4 separate regions of the Mus musculus genome follow, and regions 1, 2 and 3 are each linked to region 4. The links are chromatin contacts, called in public Hi-C, HiChIP or PLAC-seq and promoter capture Hi-C maps. All regions are on one chromosome and are shown on one strand. Each heading gives the region's core, a stretch centred on a gene start, on an enhancer-like site or on the middle of the called end of the contact. The rest is flanking DNA. Distances are from core to core; before and after follow the strand shown. Region 1 has its middle 110 kb from the start of Mir6379. Region 2 has its middle 120 kb from the start of Pabpc4l. Region 3 has its middle 30 kb from the start of Mir6379. Region 4 holds the start of 2610316D01Rik (RIKEN cDNA 2610316D01 gene).

Region 1 (5,876 bases), core at 606-3,105, 1.6 Mb after region 4:
GTAAAGACATAGCTGTTCTAAAGATAAGATAGATCAGATAGATGTGTGAGACAGACAGACAGACAGACAGACAGAAGGATAGACTATAAGGTAGATAGTTAAGATGGATAGATACACATAAAATAATAGTCCAAAGAAAATTATGCTATGATCAAGCAGTTCTTATTCAAATATATGTGTTCCATAAAGACTTCAAAATTCTATCAAGGGATTATGAAATGATGCCTTCAATTACCTGTAGCTGAAGATACATCAAAGCATATTATATATAAGGAAATTTAAATCCATTTTTAAGATTATAGAAATGTCTGAGAGACAGCAGAATGCAAGCTTATTAGGATAAACCACTTGAACATTAAAATCAATTCATATGAAAAGGTTAACATCAAGTTTACTAAGATGGGAGAGGAGAGTGAGAGCACAATTTAATGCTCTGCATGTGTTAGGTAATAAATATAAGAAATTGATACAAAAATGATCCCAACAAATTTGATACAAAAAATTTTCGCATAGTATCTATATAAAAAATCTTTTATAAGAGATTTAAAAATTATTGTTGTGAAATAAAATTCAAAAGTTTAAAAGTATACAAACTATGAATGTGTAGTTTTATAAGTGAGTATAGATTAAAAAAACTATTTAACACCACTGAGGAATACCCCTATACATTTTAAGATTTGATAATATTTACTGTAGTTTATATTTCAAGCATGTGGTCAATTCTTAATTTCATATGCATTTAATATCAAATGTTGCATTCTTTATATATTGAAGAGAAAATAGGATGATAGATTGAAATAAAAATCAAAGTCATAAAGTGAATATTTTTGTGTCAGTTAACCTAGCATACTTTTATTTGTAATAACTCTGAAATTGATAAATTGTAAAAGAATAACCTTTGGGGTTCATATTTTTGTAAAATATAATACAAATTTAGGGCATTACATTAATATACTTAATATAAACACAACAAGAGAAAATCTTGGTGACTAAAATCAGATTCATTACATATGTCTCTTGAATTTTAACAATGTGTCATATTAAATGATTAATGTTAAATTTTTATATGTAAGGGGGCTGTTTATGCTGATTAAACTAATATTATGGAGAATATATTGTGTCAAATTGTTTTACATAATCTAACACATCACTATATTGCACAACATATATAGGATTTAAATTTCTTTAAGGTAACAACAGTTTCTTTTTCATTTTTTACAGTTTCTTAATTTAACATACTTCCACAAGAACTCACGTGTGCACTACACATTAATTCTACCAAAAAGCACTGCCAACATTCTTTATAACATAGGCATTCATCAACAATGACTAATCATAAAGAAATATTAATTTTATATTTATACACTAAAATGTATAATTTTAGTGAACTGTCAAATACACTAGTTTCTGGTTGCTGTAATAGATTGACAGGTACCTTTAATCTGATATGTATGCTCTCCCAAAATATGCCTGTATAACATGTTTACAGTTCACCTGAAATGAATAATTTTATCTCTACCAGTTCCTTCATATAGTGGAATGAAATGTTTTTGATATCAGTTAAAGCTGTCTGGTTAAAAGATCAGTATTTTTTATCTCATGTCTTTCCTCTGACCTTATTAATACCTTTACATAAGCCAAAGATTTCACATAATTAAAGTAGAATTAGCTCCAAACTCCTGCCATAACAATAGCTATGGCATTTATACATCTATTTCTTATTAATCAAATGGAAAGTAACACACGTCTCAAGAGATAACATATTAAAGACCATGCACAGAGTATTGAGAACTCCCTAACAAATCAAAGCATGGTGACTCCTTTCTTAGGGGATTAGAAAGGTGGAAATTTCCCTTGGTAACCTTACACAGCACTTTGTGCAAGGATTTCCCATGACCTCTTGGGATTTGTGGAAAACACTCCTCACTGGGGAAGCCCAGAAACAAACAGACAGCTTAACAAAGATGGAAACAATTGGCCCTGCTTTTCTGCAGCCCTTCTAGGGAAAAAATGATTCTTCTTTCCTCTGCTTTTTGTTCCTATAATGGGATTTAATGTCCCTGGATCATTGCTAATAGTATATAATAATTCCTGAGTCCAGCCATCATACTGAATGGTCCCAGATTTTAGTTTGATGCATTTGCTAAAGTCAGCTTGAGAGTTCCTACAAATATTAATGTGACCAGAGGGACCTGTGAAAACATAAGGCATTATGGTTTAGATATTATATAATGTATCACCCTGCACGCTGCGCATAGATTAAGGAAACCTTCCATAGAAGAGGCCATGTTGCTATACCCTATATATTTCATCTCTGCCTATATGAAGAGTGTCGTTTGCTGGAAATCTCTTGCAGTGTAATGTATAACTCTGAGGCTGAAGGAACAGGGAGATACATTTATTCCTATGCTATTCAACTAGAACCATCGTAAGAAAACTGAGGCCTTAACCTTGCATGCAGTAAGAATGATAAATGTTCCATAAAGCTATCATGTTTCTTTCTTTCTCATATGAGCCTCAGTGTGTTATGAAAAGTGTATGTGTGTGTGTCCCATATCATAAAGTCACAGATGAGTAGTCAGGTATAATATCTCCCTATTTCATCACTTATTGAAATAGGCTTTTAAATTTGTTCAGCATACCAACATGTTAAAAACCAAGAAATATTTTTTTCTTATACTTCTTGGAGACTTACGTTCTCTGATCCTTTGAAAATAGATTCATGGACACAGGCATAAAAAACATTCTGGTTTTAAATCTGCACACGTCAGAGCTGAAAACAAAACAATTAGAATTAAATTATTCCCCCAGTGCCTTAGGACTCCAACAATGATTAAAAATAGCTGTTTGTGAGGCAAGTAGATGTGGGGAAATCTGTTTACTGTGCTCAGAAAACCTCAGAGGAATTTCCACATGCTGTGTGCCTGAAGAAATGTGTTCAAGGGATTCATTTTCCACTCTTTATTTTAGATTAGCAAACAGAAGCTATTAGAAAAAAAGAATGAGAAAAATGTAAGTACTCAGGTGTATTTCGGCTTAGCACCTAGTCCAAAGCACATATATGTATTTTTCATCCATCCTAGATGGCTTTATGGTCTGCAGTTCACGAAAACACTATGACTGTTAATGACTTTGTTTGAAACTTACATCAATTGCACAGAAATTCTTACACATTTCTGCAAAATCATACATAAAAATGCAAGTTATACAATCAATCTGAAGATTGTTGAATCATATTTGATAAGACAAAATATATAAAAATTATTATTTTAAATAAAAATGTATTATATAGATAAATGTTTATTATTTTATAGACAGTATATATAATAAGTAAGATTTATACTGTTTCTTCAAACTAGTTGACAATCTAAATATGAGAAAAATCACTTCAAAATATTTGTTTTTTTTTTTTTTCAGAACTGGCACTATGCAGTTTTGAACATATTTTAGTTTTAGTTTTACAGACTGAATTTTCCTCATTAAATTAGTGGCATTTCATTCCCACAAACTGTAACCATGATTCTCAGAATAAAACCATGGTGATGACCAAGTGGACATAGGAAATTAGGTTGAATGTGATCTGCTTTGAATTTGTCCTTATAAAAAGTGATTTTTGACACAGAGATCAACACATATTGAGGAGAAATCTTGATAAAACACTGGGGAAATATTATTTGCAAGCCTAAAAATGCCTGGCATGGGATTCATAAAAATGTTCAAGCTTCCTCCATCTTCCTAGCCAGAAGTCAGAGAGTCTGTCTCCTCTTTCCATTTGATTCTATTGCTCCCTCAACATCCTCCAGTCTCACTCTCTCCTCCCTTATTCTTCTCCAAGATATACTCCTCCAGTTTCTCTTCAAGAAAGAGTAGGCCTCCCAGGGACATCAATTCAATGCTGTATAACAAATTACATTAAGACTAGGCATATACCCACATATCAAGGCTGGATAAGACAACCCAGTAGAAGAAAGAGGATCCCAAAAGCAGACAAAAGTCAGAGATAGCCATTTCTCCACAACACACATACTCCTACTATTGAAATTCCCATAAAGAACACCAAGCTAACAACCATATTTGCAGATGACCTAGCTCAGACCCAAACAGGCTTCCTGCTTTATAAGTCCCTATAAATCCTGCTTAGTTGGCACTGTGGGTCAAGTTCTAGTGGTATCCTGATGCCTCTGACTTCTAGAATTTTAGCCCTCCGTCTATCATGGACATGATCCATAAAATAAAGTACCATGCTACACTACACAAACCCAAAGACGCTAACTAAGTAGGAAGACCCAAGTATGGGAGCTTGAGTCACACTTAGAAGGGAGGATAAAATAGTCATAAGAGCAGAGAACTGGGAGCGGGGATAGGAATGAAGGCTTCAGTCTAAATATATTCGGACTCTTAGTGATATAGGCACAGGAAAGGGAGAAGAGACTAAGGGAATGACCAACCAATAACCAGCCCAACTTGAGACCCATCCCATGGGCAACCACCAGTCCCTAACTCTATTCATGATACTTTTTTTAAAAATATTTTTATTAGGTATTTTCCTCATTTGCATTTCCAATGCTATCCCAAAAGTCCCCCCATACCCTCGCCCCCACTCCCCTACCCACCCACTCCCACGTTTTGGCCCTGGCGTTCCCCTGTACTGGGGCATATAAAGTGTGCAAGTCTGCCTGAGGCAATAGGGAGCACAGGCTTTGCAAGCCATAACAATATCCTTTGCCTGTGTTCTAGTAATATGGAATTGAGAAGAAAGTGTTTTGGAATTCACATGAAACTGTGAATGAAATTACGAGCCAGTTCTACAGGTGCTTGAATCAAAAAGGCAGAAGCAGCTCTAGCAGCTTTATCAACCAAATCATTGCCCTCTGCTAAAGGGCCAGGCAAACCTGTATGAGCTTGAATGTGTTGGACAAAAAATGGAGAACTTCTATTTAAAATTAAGGATTGTAATTTATTTAACAAATCCCCTATAGTGGATTGACAATTCACCTTCCCTATCACTTCCAGCACTGCTAACGAATTAACCACTTACTGACTATCTGAAATTAAATTAAAAGCTTCAGAATGATTTTAAAAACTTTTATAACAATCTGCAACTCAATAACTTGGGGAGAAGCAGGGGAAAACTGTAAAGTTACTGGCGTGGAGCCATGGACCAAATATGCTCCACAGCCTGTCTTAGACCCATCTGTAAACATTAAAGGGGGCATCAGGCAATGGCACTCGAGAAATAATTCATGGAAAAACAACTGGATGAGCTTTAATCAGATGCAAAATGGGATCCTTAGGGAAATGATTATCCATCTTCTCCATAAAGCTACATCTCAAAATTGCCCAATCGTCAATGGTAGCTGATAATACTTCTATTTGCTTCATATTATATGGAACAATCAATTCCTGAGGGGGACTGCCAAAATATTGAACACATTGTTGTTGGCCAATCAAGGCCAATTGTGCTACTGAGGCAGGGTAATAAGACAAGATTTTTGAACAAAACACCCATGGAAGGAGTTACAGAGACAAAGTTTGGAGCTGAGATGAAGGATGGACCATCTAGAGACTGCCATATCCAGGGATCCACCCCATAATCAGCTTCCAAACGCTGACACCATTGCATACACTAGCAAGATTTTGTTGAAAGGACCCAGATGTAGCTGTGTCTTGTGAGACTATGCCGGGGCCTAGCAAACACAGAAGTGGATGCTCACAGTCAGCTATTGGATGGATCACAGGGCTCCCAATGGAGGAGCTAGAGAAAGTAGCCAAGGAGCTAAAGGGATCTGCAACCCTATAGGTGGAACAACATTATGAACTAACCAGTACCCCGGAGCTCTTGACTCTAGCTGCATATGTATCAAAAGATGGCCTAG
Region 2 (6,277 bases), core at 1,953-4,452, 1.2 Mb after region 4:
CAGTTTGTGAAAACATAAATTGAAAAGCCTCTCCATAAATCAACACAGTATTTTCAAAACAGTAAATATAGTCTTATCTTCTTGGTGCTTCCATGAAGGTCTCTAAGAACATAACCTAGATGCCTGCATATTTATGGCTACATAGCATTATTCAGAACTGGTGACTCATAGAATCAAATTATGCAGTGTACCTATCTGTATATGAATTCATAAAAGCAGATGGAATTATGAAATTTGCAGCTGGTGAATCTATTAAATGAATAATGTAGGGTATGAATGAGAGACAATTTTCTGTTAGCCATGGCACCAACTTGTATACATAGACATAAAATATGTATGTATAGATAACATGAAAATTGACACAAAATTATCTAAGGGAAAGAGATATATGAGGGCAAAGAGAAGGAGAATAGGCTGGGAAAAACTTAACCAAGTCCATAATATATGTGTATCAATGTCATTATAAAATTAACAACTACATACCCTTCAGTGGTAAGGGCCGGCAGGGCACAATCCCTGACTTTCAAAATCAAGAATCTAACCACTTCTAAATCTTAAAGGAAAGTGTATGCATCTTATACATAACAGACATTAGTATTGAGAATCCTTTAAGAGAGAATCATACTATAAAAATATTCTCACATACATTTGCAATGTTTAACAATTTTATTCAACATTTGATATTTAGTTTAAAAATTAAAAGTTAATCTAGTTTAGTTTAAAAAACTCATAAAAACTTAAACTGGATAATGGTCAAGACACAGAGTAGAAACAATGAATGGGTCAATAACAATTATAGAGTTTTATTTGCGATTTGAATTCCATCTATAGAATTTGTTTTTAATGAAGAATGTACTCCAGCAATATTTTGAGATTTTGGCCAGAAACACATTTTGTTTTTAAGACAAGTAAAGGAAAAAATATATATATAATGTCATTGAATTCAATTCTTGTGGCCTAATCAAGGCAATCATTAACTGCTGAGCAATATCAAGGTGATCAACAATGAGAAATGGTCTTTCTCTGTTCATTTGAAAGCCCCCTTCTACTCTACTTAACTTCTAGTAGGCTATGAAGAGCACAACTCTGGCTTCAATGATGTTGAGACACATAGGAGGCCAACAGCTTTGAGGATGCTGAGCCAAATAGGTAATTCTAAGCATCAGGAGCCTGAACAACAAATGCAGCTAGAATATATCTGGTATCCTCACATCCAGGTTACTGCCTATCAAGTAAGTGTGTACTTAATCGCAAAAGAACTACAAAATAGGCTTCTAATTCTGCCAATATATTGCTAGGTACTGACTCTACTACTATTAATATAACAAGATATCATAATGAAATATTTGCATTTAAATATTTTTCTCTCAAGTTTAATAGAGTAGCATACATTAGAAGAAATTTAAGCATTAGATAGTTCAGGTCATTTTTCACTTGTCCACAAGCCATTAGACACTGAGTTATTTTATTAGATTCTGTTGTTCTTCTTTGATACTTTTGTTCTTAATAATTCATTTTTTGCAGTTGACAATGCTATCAATCTTTGAGAGGAATGATGATTGTACTATTTGGCAAATAGTACATCGTGAGCACAACTATATCTTTCATCTTTCTTAAGAGTACATTGCTTTGGCCAGGCAATGATAGAAAAGTATGATGTTCATGGGCCGTAATTTGAAGGAGAATCAAGATTTTCTTCTGATTTACAAAGAGCTTATCAAACAGAATGTTCTCTTTATTTGAAGAAGTTCAAACTTCTACTTCTTGTGATGACAAATAAAAGCATTTGTTGAAATGATATATAAATACACCCTGACAATGCACAAATTAATAATGACAATTTCAAAATTATTTACTGTGATATGAAATGATTATTACAATAGGTACTGTGAGATTATTACATTTTGTTGAAACATTGAGAATTTTTATTATAAGCTATAGTTCATCAGTATGTAATCACGACACCAGAATAATGTAGAAGAATGTAGCAGTGGAAAAGAAAACTAAAGAAATGTTTCCTGTGGTGTCCAGCTCTAGGTCTGACTGTAGTCATGAGGTAAAATCTTGGAAGGGAGTAAGTAGATTGTATTCTTGTATTTAGCAGTAAAACACACACACACACACACACACACACACACACACACATACACACACACTCACACACATACATACGCACACACTCATACACACTCCCACACACATACGTAGACATATGCACACATACACACATACAGACACAAGCGTACACACAGAAGAAATTATAGGAAGTGAGAATAGATAGTATCTTTCTAAATCACGGGATAGTGCTGCAAGAATGAATTTGTTCTTATACATGAGAGGATGCTCTTGGAAATTTCCATATCCAAAATACAATAATATGCAAACATATCTGATGTCTACAAAACATTTTAAGTCTGATTGTGATAACCAATAATTGTTCTACCTATCGGCAAAGAAAATGCATCACTATCTGAATTGATATTTCTTTTTGGTAAGAGAAAAACATTCAAAATAGCTATGCACAAGAATCCTCTTATTTTATGACTAAAGGAAGAATCTACTCTAACAGAGCAGTCAGGTCTCACAGATTCCAATGGAGAAGAAACAGTTACAAGAAGATGTTAAGTAGATAGTATAAAATGTCAAAAAGGAAAAGTAATAGTAGTATTTAAAAAGGAGCAAAGTGGTGGCCAATCGTCTATGTCTTTGGCAAGGGTTGCAAACACTATTTTATTAGAGCCTGGAGCCAGACAATGGAGTAACAATGAAACAAGATATCCACAATACTAAGAGAAATGAGGAGAGACATCTTAAACAGAACAAAATATCTCATCTCACTGAGACAGTTGATGTTTAAGTAGATATGAATAAGTGGTCAAAAGCACACTTGTACTTATGGGAAAAGGGCAAAATATTTAATACATCTACTATTAAAAATAATTACATAAATAATTTTCTGTTTCCTCATATATAATGATGCAGACGCTCTACCATTACTCTTATGTTGTTCTGTTGTAATTAAGGGTTACATAATGGCAGAAACCTAAAGAAAATTCATCGTAAAATCTAAGACTGCCCTATTTCAGAAGATTGGCTGGATCCTGAAAGCTTGAGTGGAGAGCAGTCTAAGAAGGCAGACAAGGGCCTCAGGGCAGTATCACTAAATTGATGTCAGGTTGGCTCAGGGTCCCTGAGCTCTTTTCTGATTCCATTTCCAGCTGAATTCTGTTTGTTCCCTATGTCGCTATTTTTTCCCCTCTTTTCAATGTACTCAATGTGTTTGTACCCTGAATCTCCCTAATTGATCTGTAACTGACATCTGCTTGGACATTCTCGAAAAGATCAGCATTTCATTATCCCATGCTTCCTCAAAAAAAAAAAAAAAAAAAAAAAAAAGTTCATTGTGTGCCACATCAAAAAGAACCATGCCCCGAGGCAAGTAACGCTGGATATCTGGACAAATTTCCTTTGTAAAGATTCAACTTAGGAACTGTTCTGATGATAAAATGATGAAGTACAGAGAACTAAGACATTTTAAATTGAAGGCACATGCTTTGAAATTGAAACTATATATCTTATGTTTAAGAAGGTGAAATAAATAAGTTGTAACTCTTCACAATTATGGAATTCCAAGGTAATAAAAGAACCTTTATGTCCACATTTTCTAGTAAAAGGTTAATAATGTCAACTTCCTTTCTTTTAAATGTTCACAATCTGTTTTTCCTTTACTTTCAAGAAATGGGATACATAAATTTTCATAATTATTTTGAAAAGAAATTCTTTGTGTTCAAAAGTGTTTAAGCAATTTAAGTTGTTGTAGGGTGTCGTAAGAAATGGGAGCTTTCACTGAGTTTGGGGGGAAAAACTAGAATATTTTTGTAATAGAGTATTTCGTAACTATTTAAACAAAGCTCCAGAAAATAAATTTTCAAAGTTCATGTGTCTGTGCCTTTGTGTTCTCCTCTGATGTATAATCACCAATGTCTTAGCAACTGCAGCAGCATACTTCTAACTTCTAAAAATATCTAGTTTTATGCATTTAAATTGAAGTTTCCACGTGATAGGCAAAAGAAAGTCTAACCTGAAATTACAATAAAAGCATTGGAACAAGATGTCACCCTATCAATAAACAAACAAACAAACAAAAACTCTTGAATTAAATTGCGAATTATGATAGAAAAAAGGAAGTATAGTCACTTTGAATTGAATTTTTGAAGGATTAAATCATTGGAAATCCCAGAGAAAAGTACACAACAAAGCATTGTAAGAAGACTAGGCAAAAATGTGGGTCACATTTTTATGTGAATTAACTTTAGTATGTGTGAGGACTCTTCTTGATTGTATGGATGCAGACATAAAGAAAAGGTGTTTTAATGAAGACAGGGATAAAGCAGGGATGGCAAAAATTAAAATACAACTAAGTAGAGTTAATGTATGTTAAACATGAGAGACAGAAATAAAACAGGCTTTGTGAGACTGGGCAGGGAGGGACTGTGTTCTTCGCTGCAGGTTCTAAGCTGACTTCCTTAAGGAAACGACAAACATTTGTTCTTCCTGATCAAGGATGATTAAGAGCAGAGCAATCAGACCCAGGCTGTACTAATGATCAAGAAATAACATGTAAAATCAAAGAAACACAAAAGTATTCAGATAGCTTTAAAATTTCAGGCTTAAATAAGAGGAAATGGATAACTCTTGTCTATGTATGAAAGTTTTGTTGTTGGAATGAAGTTCACCCAGCTATCTCCTGAACTCTCTTGAGCCAACAAATACATTACCTAAAGACTAATTCTCTGTTCATAAGGACTTCAGTTTATACAGAATGCATGTGATAGAGAAGGAATATATAGAATTGATGAACAGAAACATCAAGGAGTAGAATAATTTCAGTAGATTTGTGACTTAACATTGGGGTGGACGACAACAGGGTACATTGAATGAATAAACCACCTAGAAGAACAAAGATGAGTACAGCATCTAGGGGAAGTTAACTGGCTAAAACACCTAGAAGAATTTCAATGGATAAATGTTTCTCCTGTGTTTCTCAGTTAGTTCTAAAGTCACTAAAATGGTCAATAATAGCTACGTTAATTAGACAGAAAATCAAGACCTGGAACTTCATCTTGATACCAGTTCAGTATTGTCTCACTTGGAAAGGTACGGCCATGACCATGGAAATGATTTCTCTTGGCAGCTCTTGCAGTTGAGGCTATCTGTGAATGGGGATTTCCACGGGTATTGGCCCACCATTTGCCAATGAACTGGAGAAAATAGATATTTTGGTGAAACAAATTTGAATGGCACACAAATGGGCCTTCTGATTAATAATAATTATTAAATTATTTAGTCATAGTGTTCATTCTAAAATAAAACAGGTTTTTCCTTTCATCTTGTCCTTGTTTTTTTACTCTTAGTTATGTATAGAATATACTCCCTTCCCCTGATAACAGACATTTTCTCTTCACATAACCTTGGCTCTATATCTATATCTATATCTATATCTATATCTATATCTATATCTATATCTATATCTATATCTATATCTATATCTATATCTATATATATATCTATATATATATATTGCACACATATACATATATATGTATATATATTATTTTTTAAAATATTTATTTTATACTATGCGTACACCAGCATTGCTCTCTTCAGACACACCAGAAGAGGGCAACAGACACCATTACAGTTGGTTGTGAGACACCAAGTGGTTGCTGGGAATTGAACTCAGGATCTCTGAAAGAGCAGTTGGTGCTCTTAACCATTGAGCCATCTCTCCAGACCTATCTTGATTTCACTGTGTAAACTAAGATTAGCTTGAAGTAAGATATCTGCCTATCTTTGACTGGTGAGTTTTGGGAATAAATTTGTAAGCCACTATGACCTGTTGCTGACTGACTTCCCTTACTTCTATTTAAAATCTAAGCACAAAAATATAACACACACAGACAAACATGAAGACATACACACACAAATAAAACACAAACACAATGTATGTTTAATATATACAATAAAATTTGTGTTCCTTACAAAATCAGTCTATACAAACTTATAAAATAATATGTATACATCTAATTATGTACATAACTAGATTATGTATATTTTCTAGCAAAGTAATGTTTCTTTTCAGAAAATAATCTACAATCTTGACATAGAATCATGGGATCTTATATTACAATTGACATAGTTTTTAAAATATGTGAACAAATGTGCTGAAATAAGTCAGAGATTGAAGGTCACTGGTCTATGGACTATGCACGAACCA
Region 3 (5,882 bases), core at 2,414-4,913, 1.5 Mb after region 4:
TCATTCTACTTTTTAAATGACCCTCAGGTTCAACTGAACAATCCAGAACAAGATACAATACAGCTAGTCACAAATGTTTATGTGACTGCTGACGTAGGTAACTCAGTAGGAGGAGAGGGACCCCAAGATCAGGCAGAAAAATTAGAAAAATCCTCCACTCCCATTTATAGGAGTTCTATAAAAACCTAAAACCAAACAAACACAGCATGTGTGTGGAGCACCAAGCAAAGAACCTTGCAAGCTCCATAGCTGGTGTTTCAGTCTCTGGAAGCCCCTATGTGCCCTGCTTAATTTATTCTGGGGTCTGTGTTGTCTGTCCTTCTGGCTCCTACTATCCTTCCTCCCCCTCATTTGTGGGGTTCCCAGAGTTACAACTAGTGATTGAATATGAGTTTCTGAGTATGCTTTCATCAGCCATTAGAGGAAGCCCTTCTGAAGACAAATGAGTTAGGCAGAGATCTATCTGTATAGTAGAATATCACTTGGATTCATTTTACTGATTGTGTGTGTGTGTGTGTGTGTGTGTGTGTGTGTGTGTGTGTGTGTGTGTCAGCATTTTATTTTATACTCTAGGACTGTAGGTCTTCCTGTGTTGGGGTTGGGTTCTATTTCATGACATGAGCCTCAAGTTAGATCCATCATTAGTTGGCCACTCCCACAAGCACTGAGCTAACATTGTTTCAGCACGTCTAGCATGCCAGACAGGTTGTGGGTTGAAGGTTTTGTGGCTGGGATGATTTACCAGTCACACCATGGGAAATCTTGTCTGTTTAAAGAAGATGGCCAGCTCAGCTTCCATGTCCTTTATAAGTAGCAGTTCTTGCTATGGTCACTCATAGGTTTCACAAAATTTTAATGTACTATATTTCTACATTGTCCCTGAAATCTCTCCCTATTCTAATCATCTCCTGACATTCTCCCTCTTCCTATTCATATCTCCCCTATCTGATCCTCCTGTTCTAATTCCCAAGTGTTTCCAGTCCACCGTCAAATCCATGCTATTCTCCTTTCAAAGGGAGTTCTCTATGTCCCCTCTAGAGATCTTGTTACTTTCTCTGGATCTGTGGGTTGTAGCTAATATCCACTAACAAATGCGTACACATTGCGTTTGTCTTTCTAGGTCTAGGGTGCCTTGCTGAGGAGGAATTTTTTCTTAGCTCTGTCCATTTGCCTGAAATTTTCATAATGTTATCTTGCTCTAACAACTTAGTAATTCTACAGTGTGAAAATTCATATTTTTATCTACTCTTCAGTTGACACAAATCCCATATGTTTCCAGTTTCTGTCTATTATGAATAAAGCCACTATTAACATAGCTGAGCTTATGTCCTACTGTTATGATGGGGCATCTTTTGAGTATTTGCCTAAAAATACTGTAGGTGAGTCATAAGGTAGTTTGATTCCCAGTTTTCTGAGAAACTACCAAATTGATTTTCATAGTGGTTATACAAATTTGCACTACCATAAGCAATGAAGAAATTTGTTTTATATAAAAGAGGGCTACTAATTTTTTGAAGTAATCTTGTGTCCAGCTACTTTATCAAAGGTATTTTTTCGCTATAGAAGTCCCTTGGTAGAATTTTTGAGCTTGCCTATGTATATTATCATATACATTATCATCAAAGAAGAAATTCCTTTTGCTCAATATCCTTTCCAACTTGATCTGTTACTTGTATTATTAATCTTAGCCACTGGCTATTTTATTATGGAATATCAAAGTAGATTTGATTTTCATTTCCCTGATGACTAAGGATATTGAAGATTTCCTTAAATGTTTCTCATTCATTTGAGATCCCTGTATTAAAAATTCTCTACTTCTCTGAAGTTTTTAAGGTCTATATTATATTTTTCAATTGGGTTATTTGGTTCAATGATGTCTAGTTTCTTCAGTTCCTTACATATTTTGTGTGTACCCACTTAATGGATGTGGCATTAGTGAAAAAATGTCCCCTCCTATAATCTACTTTATATATATATATATACAATTGAGAGTGTCCTTTGCTTTACGGTAGCTTTTCAGTTTCATGAGGTCCCATTTATTATTTGTCTATCTTAAATCCTGAACTTTCACTTTTCTGTTTGATGTTGGGGCTGGCCTGTGGCTCTGATGTCTGGGTTCAAGCCTTGGAGGCAGCCTGGAGCTGAAAAAGAAGAGGGAAACTAGGCGGAGAGAGAGAGATAGAACCAAGACAGTATTCTGATCAAGGCTCAAATATTTAATGGCGGACATGCTTTATAAAGGAGTGGGGAAGCCCATTCCCACCAAATCATCATTGGAGCCCAGCTACAGGTGACCAAGTGTAGGATCAGATGTAGACTTTGGAAAGGCTAGGCCAACTCCCAGCAGGTAGCAGCAGTGGCAGTGGCTGAACATAAGGGTGATCCAGGGAGGCAGGCTACACCCTAAGTAATCTCCTTAGTGGCAACAAAGTCAAGGTCTGGCTTAGCCTGCTTCAGGCTTGTTGGAGGCTACATCTCCTCTCCTTATTAATATTAAAAAAAAAGCTAGACTGAGGCATAAAATCTATCCATGCTCCATAATTTCTGGCTGATTTCTTTGGGCCTAGTGAAGAAACCTTTCTCAGTGGGATTCCCTAACTTTTCTCATGGTAAACCCTTGTCTGGTTAAGACTGTCTTTACTGTTCTAGTAAACACTCTGCAGACCAGTCCTGAGCTGCTGGCTCCATCTTTTGTGATGCTTAATTAGTTACTGAATAGGTAACTTCCTTACTGAATTCCTACTGAATTCCAAGTTTTGGCTTCAAGAACTTTCTAGGATGTTGGAACACTGGCAAAGGTTTAACTATATCAGAATTCAATCTTAAAAGGCACTTATACTAAGATAATACTAAAAGAAAGCATGTGGATCCATACACCAGACTAATGGGGGATAGGGTAAGAATGTACGGGTTATGAGAATGCCAAAGTTCCAGGAGGTGAGTTTCCATGAAACTCTTTGCCTCTTGAGTGCTCCCAGGCCTCTCAGCCTGCCAAGCAAACTTCACTGAAGTGTGCATAGCATTCCCCCATTCTTATATTTTTGCAGAAGTTCCGGAATGTCCCGCCTCATTGTAGCTATAGATCTCTGAAGTGCTCTAAAGATGAGTGGAAACACAATGATTTACTAATAAAATAGTGCCAATAATAATAGCAAGTGGTATAATATATTGAACCCAATCCAGGGGATTCAATGAACTTAGGTTATCTTTAAATCTCTGGCCAATTCATCCATGTTCCAAATGTCCAAGTGACTATTGCTAATATCTGAAATTTCTGCCTTTCTGGCCTTAATGTATGCTATGTCCTGCCCTATTGTTAAGACTACTACTTCTAAGACATTAACCTTTGCCTCTAATTCTTTACATGGCTCTGTGGTGTACTATTAATAAACCATGGCCTCTTGGCATGTACTTCTGTCTAGATTGATATGATTCCAAGATCTGGGTGCCCATCTAGACTGTTTGGCCCTCACAGCAAACCTTAATACCAAATCAGACCAAAAGCCACAATATGTACTAGAATGCTTCTTGAATGAATATTTGTAACTGCCACCTGCTCTCTTGGAGGCAGGATATATGCCTGCTGCAGTCAAGCTGAAGGGCATTGACTGACCTGCTTGAAAAACAAAGTCCAGGCAGTGAAAGGCAATAGTACAAAAGCTTCTTTTGGGGAAGTCCAGTTACTCCATTCAATTGCAAATTAGCAAACATCAAGCTTAGACTTAGAGCTCCCCATATGGGGGAGGTGACCTTGAGAATCACAGAAAGGCTGCAATCTTTCTGGGAGAGGAGGCTGTGTTCTAATTTAATTTTGTTAAGTAATTAAGAATATTTGCTATCTTCCCTGGGATACTCTAATACTGGAATTATTACTAGACCAGTCCAAGATTGAGTTAGAATAACCAGTCACATGAGGGAAAGAGAAGAATCACTAATCTTTCTAAGTCAGATTACACAGTCTCTGATGTTCTTTTTAGCATAAGGTTAAAAGCTTGAACCAAGGCAGCTACACTTGTCCAAACTAGAAAAATGGCAAGCAAGGATGGGTCGAAAACATGTACCCAATTTAGCTTCCTTGTCACTAAAGTCAGGGCACTGAGCAAACTTACCTGTTTTGTCACACGAATTGGACATCATGTTTCTGCAGGGTTCTGTGAAGAAAAACTATGCTTTTCCCTTTCCTAATAAGGTAGCTGTTCAGGATCAAGCCATATGCCAATAAGTAGATCCTTTTAAGATACTATAAGGCATTTATTAAATTCTTTGACATCCAAATTTCAAAATTCTAAAATAAAAGTATGATTTAAATAATGTGCACTGGGATATATTAATTAATGTGCACAGGGATATAATTTCCCCCTTCTTTGTCTTTTAAGAAGCTAGTTTTAAAGTTCCACAATACCTTGTCCTTGAGAATTAATAATTTGTTGACAAAACATCTCAAATACTTGACTGTTATAGTCAGTATTAATGTAACATGGGCACTGACTAATTGCACTTTCAATTATTTCTCTTAAAGAACGGTTGTAACTAGAAAGCTTGAAAAGTTATTAATAGTCACATGTGTATAATTTATTCAGAAATGAGAGCATTCATTTGCAGCAATTTTATTAAGTATAAGTCCTCAAGAATTAACAGTATTATGTGGAAACAGATAGAATCTGTGGACACCAAGAACAACTGTTTCACAATTTGAGATGCATATTTTCTAAGAATACCAAAATACTATTTTAAGCCATTACTGTTTTGATTAAATAAAGAATGAGATTATATAACCAATCCATCTATATGTAGGACCTATAGACTGCCTGAGATATAAATCCAGCATTTTTACTTATGAGTTGTATATGCATAAGCAATTGCAAATTTGAGAATTGATAGCATCTGATGGATGAACAATCTTAAGCAATTGTGAGTTCTGAGATATAATATTGACTATTAATATACAAATTAAGGTTTGATTGTTCAGCATTTAAAACACCATCCACAGCACACAACTTAATTATCTGTGCTGAAGCAGGGGGAAGCTCAAAAGAATAAGCCTGTGATCTAATTCACATCTACTTATTTCCCATAGAGGGGTCATTTTTAAACACAATAATTGGGATGCATGCATGCATAAATTTATAGAAAATATAAAAGCATGCATAAAATCAATTTTTAGCTTATCTTTGGGATATTGATTGTCAATTTTATTTAAAATGATGGTATGCAATAGATCAATTATTAATATTCTGTAATAACCAAATGAATTGCTGTTTGGAACAAGGAACAGACACTTTGTCAGGTTCCTAAGACACAATTTTTGTTATAGGTTTTCTAAAATACCCGAATATACCTTACAATTCTTTATTAGCACCACAGTAGTTTTAATAGGATGCTGAAAATGTGCTTTGAGGTGAACGCCACCTCGGCCTCGCCCTTGAGAGGTATTAGCTAATAAAATACTTTCCACTTAGGAAACAATATACACTGAAAGATTTAAACTCTTAGCTTCTTGTATTGAAACAGACAATAAAAATTTTTTATTTAGTGTAAAGCCATGTTAGCCATACCTAGAGGCAAAATTTTCCAGTGATCACCAGTTCACTAGAAGCAAAATCCTTTATAATTATTAGGATCCGAAGGGAAAAAACCAAACTTTTAAATCTATAATAACTGTATATAAAGTAGGCAAGCCAGATTGTAATGCCTTTATAAATTCTACGGTCTGATTGACATTTTTTATCAACTTAGAAGTTAAACTTTATTTAGAACAACATCTGCAAAGGTGCTCTCAAAGCTAAAAGGAATTCCCTCCTGAAGGTAAGGAGGGGGGAGGTTCTTAGAACTTCCCTAGTCACAGTTTGCGAAGATTTCGCACCAACTTCTCTGAGGCTGCT
Region 4 (5,869 bases), core at 2,449-4,948:
CATACAATACCAATTGTTTCCAAATGCTCTAATCCATACTCTCCCTTTTGCTGTAAATATGCTTTAAGAGCTGTCACTGTGTTTGTGAGCTTAGTTCCAAAGATTTGCTTGCTTTCCTATTAAGCTGTATTTATCTAGAGTGTGTGTATGGACCTAGTTCTTGGCTATCTGTAAAACCTGTAGCTACACTGTTGACACTATGAGTTGGGAGTAAAAGTGGCCCAGGCAGGAACCCATCCAATTCAATCCTGGTCCTACCTAATGTTTCTAGCCTTCCTTACTGGTGCAATTGGAAGTATTCCTTCCAATTCCTAGAAAAAAAAATGGCAAAACATCAGATTCACTTTTTCTCAAAGTTCTGAGCACAGTGCAATAATAAGAGGATTTTAAAACAGATTGCTTTGCAGTCATATTAAATCACGGCAAACATTCGTTTATCCAAAAGCTAGTTAACAAACCTGTCTCTCCTGCCCTCTCCAGTAAGAGGTGGCAGACAAGAAAGCCACCCTATTATTTAGTTTCCATGCTCTTGGAGATCCTTGGTGCCTTCTTACTTCTGTTCTGCCTCACTTAGAAACAAACAAACAAAAAAAGCTACCACATTCACATATAACCCGAGATTTTCATGAAAGCTGATTTTTATCTCTTTACAAATGATTAAACACCTTTCTCGCCCCTATCCAGGAATGCAGTTTGTTAGGGAACAGAGTGCTGGTGCTCCTTGGGCTCAGAGGATGGGGGAGGCAGATTGCAGGCTCCTGTTTGCTTCTCCCACAGCTGTAAGGCAGAGCCCAGGGACAAAGCCCGCCGCACTTCAAAGAAGCCGCTTCCTCCCCCCCAGATTACCTGGTCTATAACTGTGACTTCACTAAACACTAGGATTCAAAGAAGGGTAAACAAGGAAAGATTATGAAAAGGTGGAGGGGAAAGTATTTGCCTAATTGCGACTAAGACAGAAAACATACATGTTTAGCTCAAAAGACATTTTTGAAAGAAAAATTTAAGTACTGTTTTTGAGCTCAAGATCACAGGATTGGTTTCTTTCAAAGACCTTATTATAATGCCCACCTGCAAATGTTGGGTGCGAGCAAACTGCCCATGCAATCCTCCTTGGCTTGAGTTTTCTCAGGGAGGGCAGAGGGCCTGGGTCGCTTTTATTTGGCTAGGAGGACTCCATTGTCACCCCTATAGTCCAGGGGATGGCACCTCAGAGACCAAAAAAGTCAGCGAGGCAGGACCAGTGGAGAAGCCTGGCTTTGCTTTGATGGCCTGGACTCTGGCCTCCGTGACCTGCAGAATGCAGCAGAGCCCCCAGCAGGCAAACCCTACAAAGGCAGAAGGCGGGCTCCACAGCAAAATCATTTCACTTGCCCTATGCCGCTTTCGCCGCTAGGAGACGCCTGCAACCCACGTTTCTGGAAATGGTCCCCATTCAAACACAGCTGCCACCATTTAAAAAAAAAAAAAAAAAAAAAAAAAAAAAAAAGCGGCTCAAGTGTTACAGTGGATGCACTGATTATTTACAGGGAAATCTCAGGGAAATCTGGCCATCTCTTCACGTTCTCATCTCCACCTCGGCAAGCTCGCCGGCGTTCTGCAAACGCCCTAAGTCAGCTCGAACTTCAAGCTCCTTTCCGAGACACAAACCTCCGCCAGCACATCTGCACTGTCATTCCGCAGCGTGTCTCTCACACGAAAACATGCAGACACACAAGTGTTCCGTCCGTACAAATAAACACATTAAAGCATTACCATCGTGTTTGGATTTTTTTTTAAAGGCCCAGGGTTTCGGATGAGTCAGCTTGGGGTGCTAGAAAAATTGCATTTTAATGTTGTAGCTCTGAAGGGAGGGGGAGGGGCGGGAAGCACAGATGGCCACAGTGTATTAATATTCGGATACACTCTGAGCCCCTTTTCATTGATCCACAGGTCCTTTTTCTGCTCTGCCGCTTCATTCTCCGCCGCAGACGTGACGCTAAAATCATTTTAAACTGTAGCGGTTTGGTTTTGGCGGATGGTCAATTCAATGCAGCTGGAAAAGGCTTAGCCATGTTTGCTGGCTCCTTTTCCACCTACCCTCTTAAAGGTAGAACCCATCTCTCCGCAAGAGGCAAGTGGTAGGGGTAGGGGAACAGGCCGTTAAACACGGACTCTCCCGAGTGGTCCGAGCACGCCTCGCTGTCAATCACGCGTGGGGACGCGCACTCCTAATTTCTTTCCAGAAGGCACTGTAGCGTACCTTGCGGGCGGGGTGGGGGGTGGGAGGGGAGGGCAGTATAGGGGGAGGGGTGGTACCATTCCTTCCCTTCGGTTGCTGTAGCGTTACTCCTGGGTCATTCATTACCGGGAAGCCTCTAGGGAGTCATTCTAGTCTTTGGCTTAAACGGCTCCTCCGGAAAATAAACAACCTATTCCTTGCGGGCAGCACGTTGATAAGTATTAAAACGTATTCTTCGATATTTATCCTTGAAGGACAGGCATTCAGCGGGCTCTCCCAGCAGCGGAGAGTTCGTTCCCGCCGCCTTATAACTTCCCGGGAACTGGGCGTGTGGATACCCGTGGCTAGTCAGGCGCGCGGCTCAGAATCCCCGGACTGCTCCCCAGGGATTCGCACCGAACTCAGCTTGTGGCCAGCCAGCGAGGACGAGGGCCAGCACCAGGAATGTGCAAACGTGCCGGTGGATTCCCGCAGCGGTGCACACTCTATCCCCCGTGTGCGTGTGCACCGCCCCGCCCGCCCTCGCGGCCACCCCACGGTCATTCTCCAGAGAGCTGTCTTCGGGCTGGGCATGTACCTTCTTCCCACACCCCCTCTAGTTATGGAGGCAGGGATGGATCACCAAGGGTAAAAGAAAAATAAATAATTAAAACAGAAATCAGGCAAAAGAAGAAAAGAAAAGAAAAGCCCGCGCTCGCCACTGCTGCCTGGCGCGGGGCCAGGCGAGGCGCAGGGATATTGCTAGCGCCTCGCTGTGATGGGTGGTGCTGGATCCGGTGCCCTAGAGTGGGTTTAACGATGGCGGGCTCCCATGCATAAACTACAAAGAAGCCCCCAGTCCTTGACTGGGGTACTCACAGTTCGAAGCAATGTCCCCAAACGAGTTAATTTAGTAACCAAGCATTTTGTGGGTAGACATTAGATGGGTAGACGTTCAACCATCTGCCCGTCTATAGGAGCTGTCGCCCCAAGTCCCTTGGTCTGAATCCCTCCGCTTTAGGGGGAATTCACCTCCGCACTCCCTTTGCAGCCTGGTCTATCCTCCCCACACCTCCCCTTCTGACCCTCTAGCTTTGATTGACACATGCCATTTTATGCCGGCATTTAAATTGTCCGCGCGCATCTCTGCCAGAGTCCCTTGCTTTGGTAACCCCTACATGACTACCGGCCCCGGGGCAACTTTCCCCTCTTCTTGGTGATTTCTTTCCACGATCAGCAGGAGGGAAAACACCTTAAAGGAAAAAAAGAATGTTAGCGTCACTGGAAACCCCGCTCCTTGGAGAGGCTACCGCAGCTGTTGCTATTATGTTTTCGTATTTGCTGATGCAAACAGGGGAACCTCTCTTATTCCCTGCCCATTACCTGCGGCTGGGGACTGGGAACTTTCCGCGGCAGAGTCCCCTGCAAGCGCCTCGGGACCTGCGGGCTGTTCTTGCTCTCACACTCACACTCACTCCCGCAGCCAAAGCGAGCGTTCTGCCCCGCCCCTCCTGGCTGCCGCGTGACGTAACTACTTGACGGCCACTTTAGCCAACGAACAGTCGCTCGGTGGGTGGTGCTCCTCGGCGATTGGTTGGCAGAATGAGGGCGCTGCGCAAAAACAGAGAAGCGGAGCGCTCGGAGCTCAGAAACTGCCAGCCGAGATCACAAGCATTGGGGCTGAAGCAGGAGGCAGGATGGACTGAGAGGAGAAGAGGCAGGTTAGAGGGAGAGAGGCTTGCAAAGGAAACAGCAGAAAAGAAATAGCTGGTTGTGTTCACGCAAAGCCAGAGCCAGTGAAGTTGAGAATAGACACAAGACTATGAAAGCCAAGAGATGCAAAGAGAGACAGAGGGAAGAAAATGACAAGAGGAACGTCCATCCGGAGAAATGAAGAGAATGAAAGTTTTATGCTGCAGAACGGCTCCGTGTTTTTCCAGCAAAAATTTTTCTCGCTGTCTTTAACCCCGCTCGCGTTTGCCAGCCGTTGATATCAAGAGGCATGTTCAGTGGTGCCGGCAGCATCTCCTCTACCTTCTTTTCCTCTTCATCTTCCTCCTTCTCCTCTTCTTCCTCCTCCACATTCTCCTCCCATCAGCAGGAAGACAAACCTAGGACAGTCTTGAAATATCGAAATTTCCTCCTTGGGATTTGCCAGCGCCGCGTTGCGCCAACACTGTCGGAATAAAGGAGGCTGACTATTGTATGATCGTTATTTTATTAATTGGTCAGTGGGAAGATTACGGCTGAGCATAGGGGACATCTGTCACCCTTTCTGCGCTAAGATTGAAAAATGAGGCTCGATTTGGAGACGCTCTAAAATGAAGCAAAAGGAATCAAAATTTTAATACAGCCACAGGAGCCCCCCCCCCACGCAGCACACTTTTATTTATATTTTTTAGATTATTATTATTCTTTTTGTGGTGGTGGTTGGGGGGCGGTGATCGGGGTGGCTGGCTGGCTACAGGGGAGCTGCTTCCTTTTCCTTTTGGAAATGATTGTGCTGTTATTCTTTGCCTTGCTCTGGATGGTGGACGGAGTCTTTTCCCAGCTTCATTATACTGTGCAGGAAGAGCAGGAACATGGCACTTTCGTGGGGAATATCGCTGAAGACCTGGGCTTGGACATTACAAAACTTTCAGCTCGCAGGTTTCAGACGGTGGCCAACTCACGGACCCCTTACTTGGACCTCAATCTGGAGACCGGGGTTCTGTACGTAAACGAGAAGATAGATCGCGAGCAAATCTGTAAGCAGAGCCCCTCTTGTGTCCTGCACCTGGAGGTCTTTCTGGAGAACCCGCTGGAGCTGTTCCGAGTGGAGATCGAAGTGCTGGACATCAATGACAACCCTCCCTCCTTCCCAGAGCCCGACCTGACAGTGGAGATCTCAGAGAGCGCCACGCCAGGCACCCGCTTTCCCTTGGAGAGCGCCTTCGACCCAGACGTGGGGACCAACTCCTTGCGAGACTACGAGATAACCCCAAATAGCTACTTCTCGCTAGACGTACAGACCCAGGGAGATGGCAACCGATTCGCCGAACTGGTCCTGGAGAAGCCACTGGACCGAGAACAGCAAGCGGTGCACCGCTACGTGCTGACCGCGGTGGACGGGGGAGGAGGGGGAGGAGGAGGGGAAGGAGGGGGAGGCGGTGGGGGAGCCGGCCTGCCCCCCCAGCAGCAGCGTACTGGCACGGCCTTGCTCACCATCCGAGTGCTCGACTCCAACGACAATGTGCCCGCTTTTGACCAACCCGTCTACACAGTTTCCCTACCAGAGAATTCTCCCCCTGGCACGCTAGTGATCCAGCTTAATGCCACCGACCCTGATGAAGGCCAGAATGGCGAGGTCGTGTACTCGTTCAGTAGTCACATTTCACCCAGGGCTCGGGAGCTCTTCGGACTGTCGCCGCGCACCGGCCGGCTGGAGGTGAGCGGCGAGCTGGACTATGAAGAGAGCCCAGTGTATCAGGTGTATGTCCAAGCCAAGGACTTGGGTCCCAATGCTGTGCCTGCGCACTGCAAGGTTCTGGTGAGAGTGCTGGATGCCAACGACAACGCACCAGAGATCAGCTTCAGCACAGTGAAAGAGGCGGTGAGCGAGGGTGCGGCCCCTGGCACGGTGGTGGCTCTGTTCAGCGTGACCGATCGGGACTCAGAGGAGAACGGGCAGGT

The links. Promoter capture Hi-C pulls out the DNA fragments that hold promoters and counts their contacts. Hi-C and Micro-C count contacts between places; a contact is called where the count stands out from the background. HiChIP or PLAC-seq counts read pairs in DNA pulled down with a chosen protein or histone mark.
Region 1: a Hi-C map of olfactory sensory neurons shows a contact between it and region 4, with 5 times the contacts expected there. The contact joins the enhancer-like site here to the promoter of 2610316D01Rik in region 4. A contact is called at or near these places in 9 of 39 promoter capture datasets (cranial neural crest, embryonic stem cells, frontonasal cranial neural crest and 5 more), 7 of 484 Hi-C or Micro-C datasets (cerebral cortex, cranial neural crest, embryonic fibroblasts and 3 more) and 9 of 115 datasets of contacts at active chromatin or transcription factors (astrocytes, embryonic forebrain, embryonic hindbrain and 5 more).
Region 2: a promoter capture Hi-C map of second pharyngeal arch cranial neural crest shows a contact between it and region 4. The contact joins the enhancer-like site here to the promoter of 2610316D01Rik in region 4. A contact is called at or near these places in 9 of 39 promoter capture datasets (cranial neural crest, embryonic stem cells, frontonasal cranial neural crest and 5 more), 6 of 115 datasets of contacts at active chromatin or transcription factors (astrocytes, craniofacial prominence, embryonic limb bud and 3 more) and 1 of 9 other capture datasets (embryonic stem cells).
Region 3: a contact with region 4 is called in an H3K27ac HiChIP or PLAC-seq map of embryonic stem cells, with 6 times the contacts expected there. The contact joins the enhancer-like site here to the promoter of 2610316D01Rik in region 4. A contact is called at or near these places in 5 of 39 promoter capture datasets (cranial neural crest, embryonic stem cells, hippocampal neurons and 1 more) and 5 of 115 datasets of contacts at active chromatin or transcription factors (astrocytes, embryonic forebrain, embryonic hindbrain and 2 more).

What each region holds. Positions count from the first base shown.
Region 1 is chr3:47,008,811-47,014,686 of GRCm38.p6, forward strand. No RefSeq gene overlaps it. Among named protein-coding and RNA genes, the nearest start is that of Mir6379, 110 kb to the left of the region's middle. Within about 2 kb of position 1,856, at least 3 of the 459 cell types and tissues checked have an H3K27ac peak or open chromatin away from gene starts, as enhancers often do. A contact at or near this core is called in olfactory sensory neurons, where this site is marked.
Region 2 is chr3:46,563,664-46,569,940 of GRCm38.p6, forward strand. No RefSeq gene overlaps it. Among named protein-coding and RNA genes, the nearest start is that of Pabpc4l, 120 kb to the left of the region's middle. Within about 2 kb of position 3,203, at least 3 of the 459 cell types and tissues checked have an H3K27ac peak or open chromatin away from gene starts, as enhancers often do. A contact at or near this core is called in craniofacial prominence and second pharyngeal arch cranial neural crest, where this site is marked.
Region 3 is chr3:46,867,423-46,873,304 of GRCm38.p6, forward strand. No RefSeq gene overlaps it. Among named protein-coding and RNA genes, the nearest start is that of Mir6379, 30 kb to the right of the region's middle. Within about 2 kb of position 3,664, at least 7 of the 459 cell types and tissues checked have an H3K27ac peak or open chromatin away from gene starts, as enhancers often do. A contact at or near this core is called in embryonic stem cells, where this site is marked.
Region 4 is chr3:45,374,562-45,380,430 of GRCm38.p6, forward strand. 2610316D01Rik (RIKEN cDNA 2610316D01 gene) reads right to left here and starts at 3,699. Exons shown (of 9, transcript NR_045172.1): 1 at 3,581-3,699. It overlaps Pcdh10 (protocadherin 10), which reads left to right and starts at 3,837. Exons shown (of 5, transcript NM_001098172.1): 1 at 3,837-5,869. The coding sequence starts at 4,692.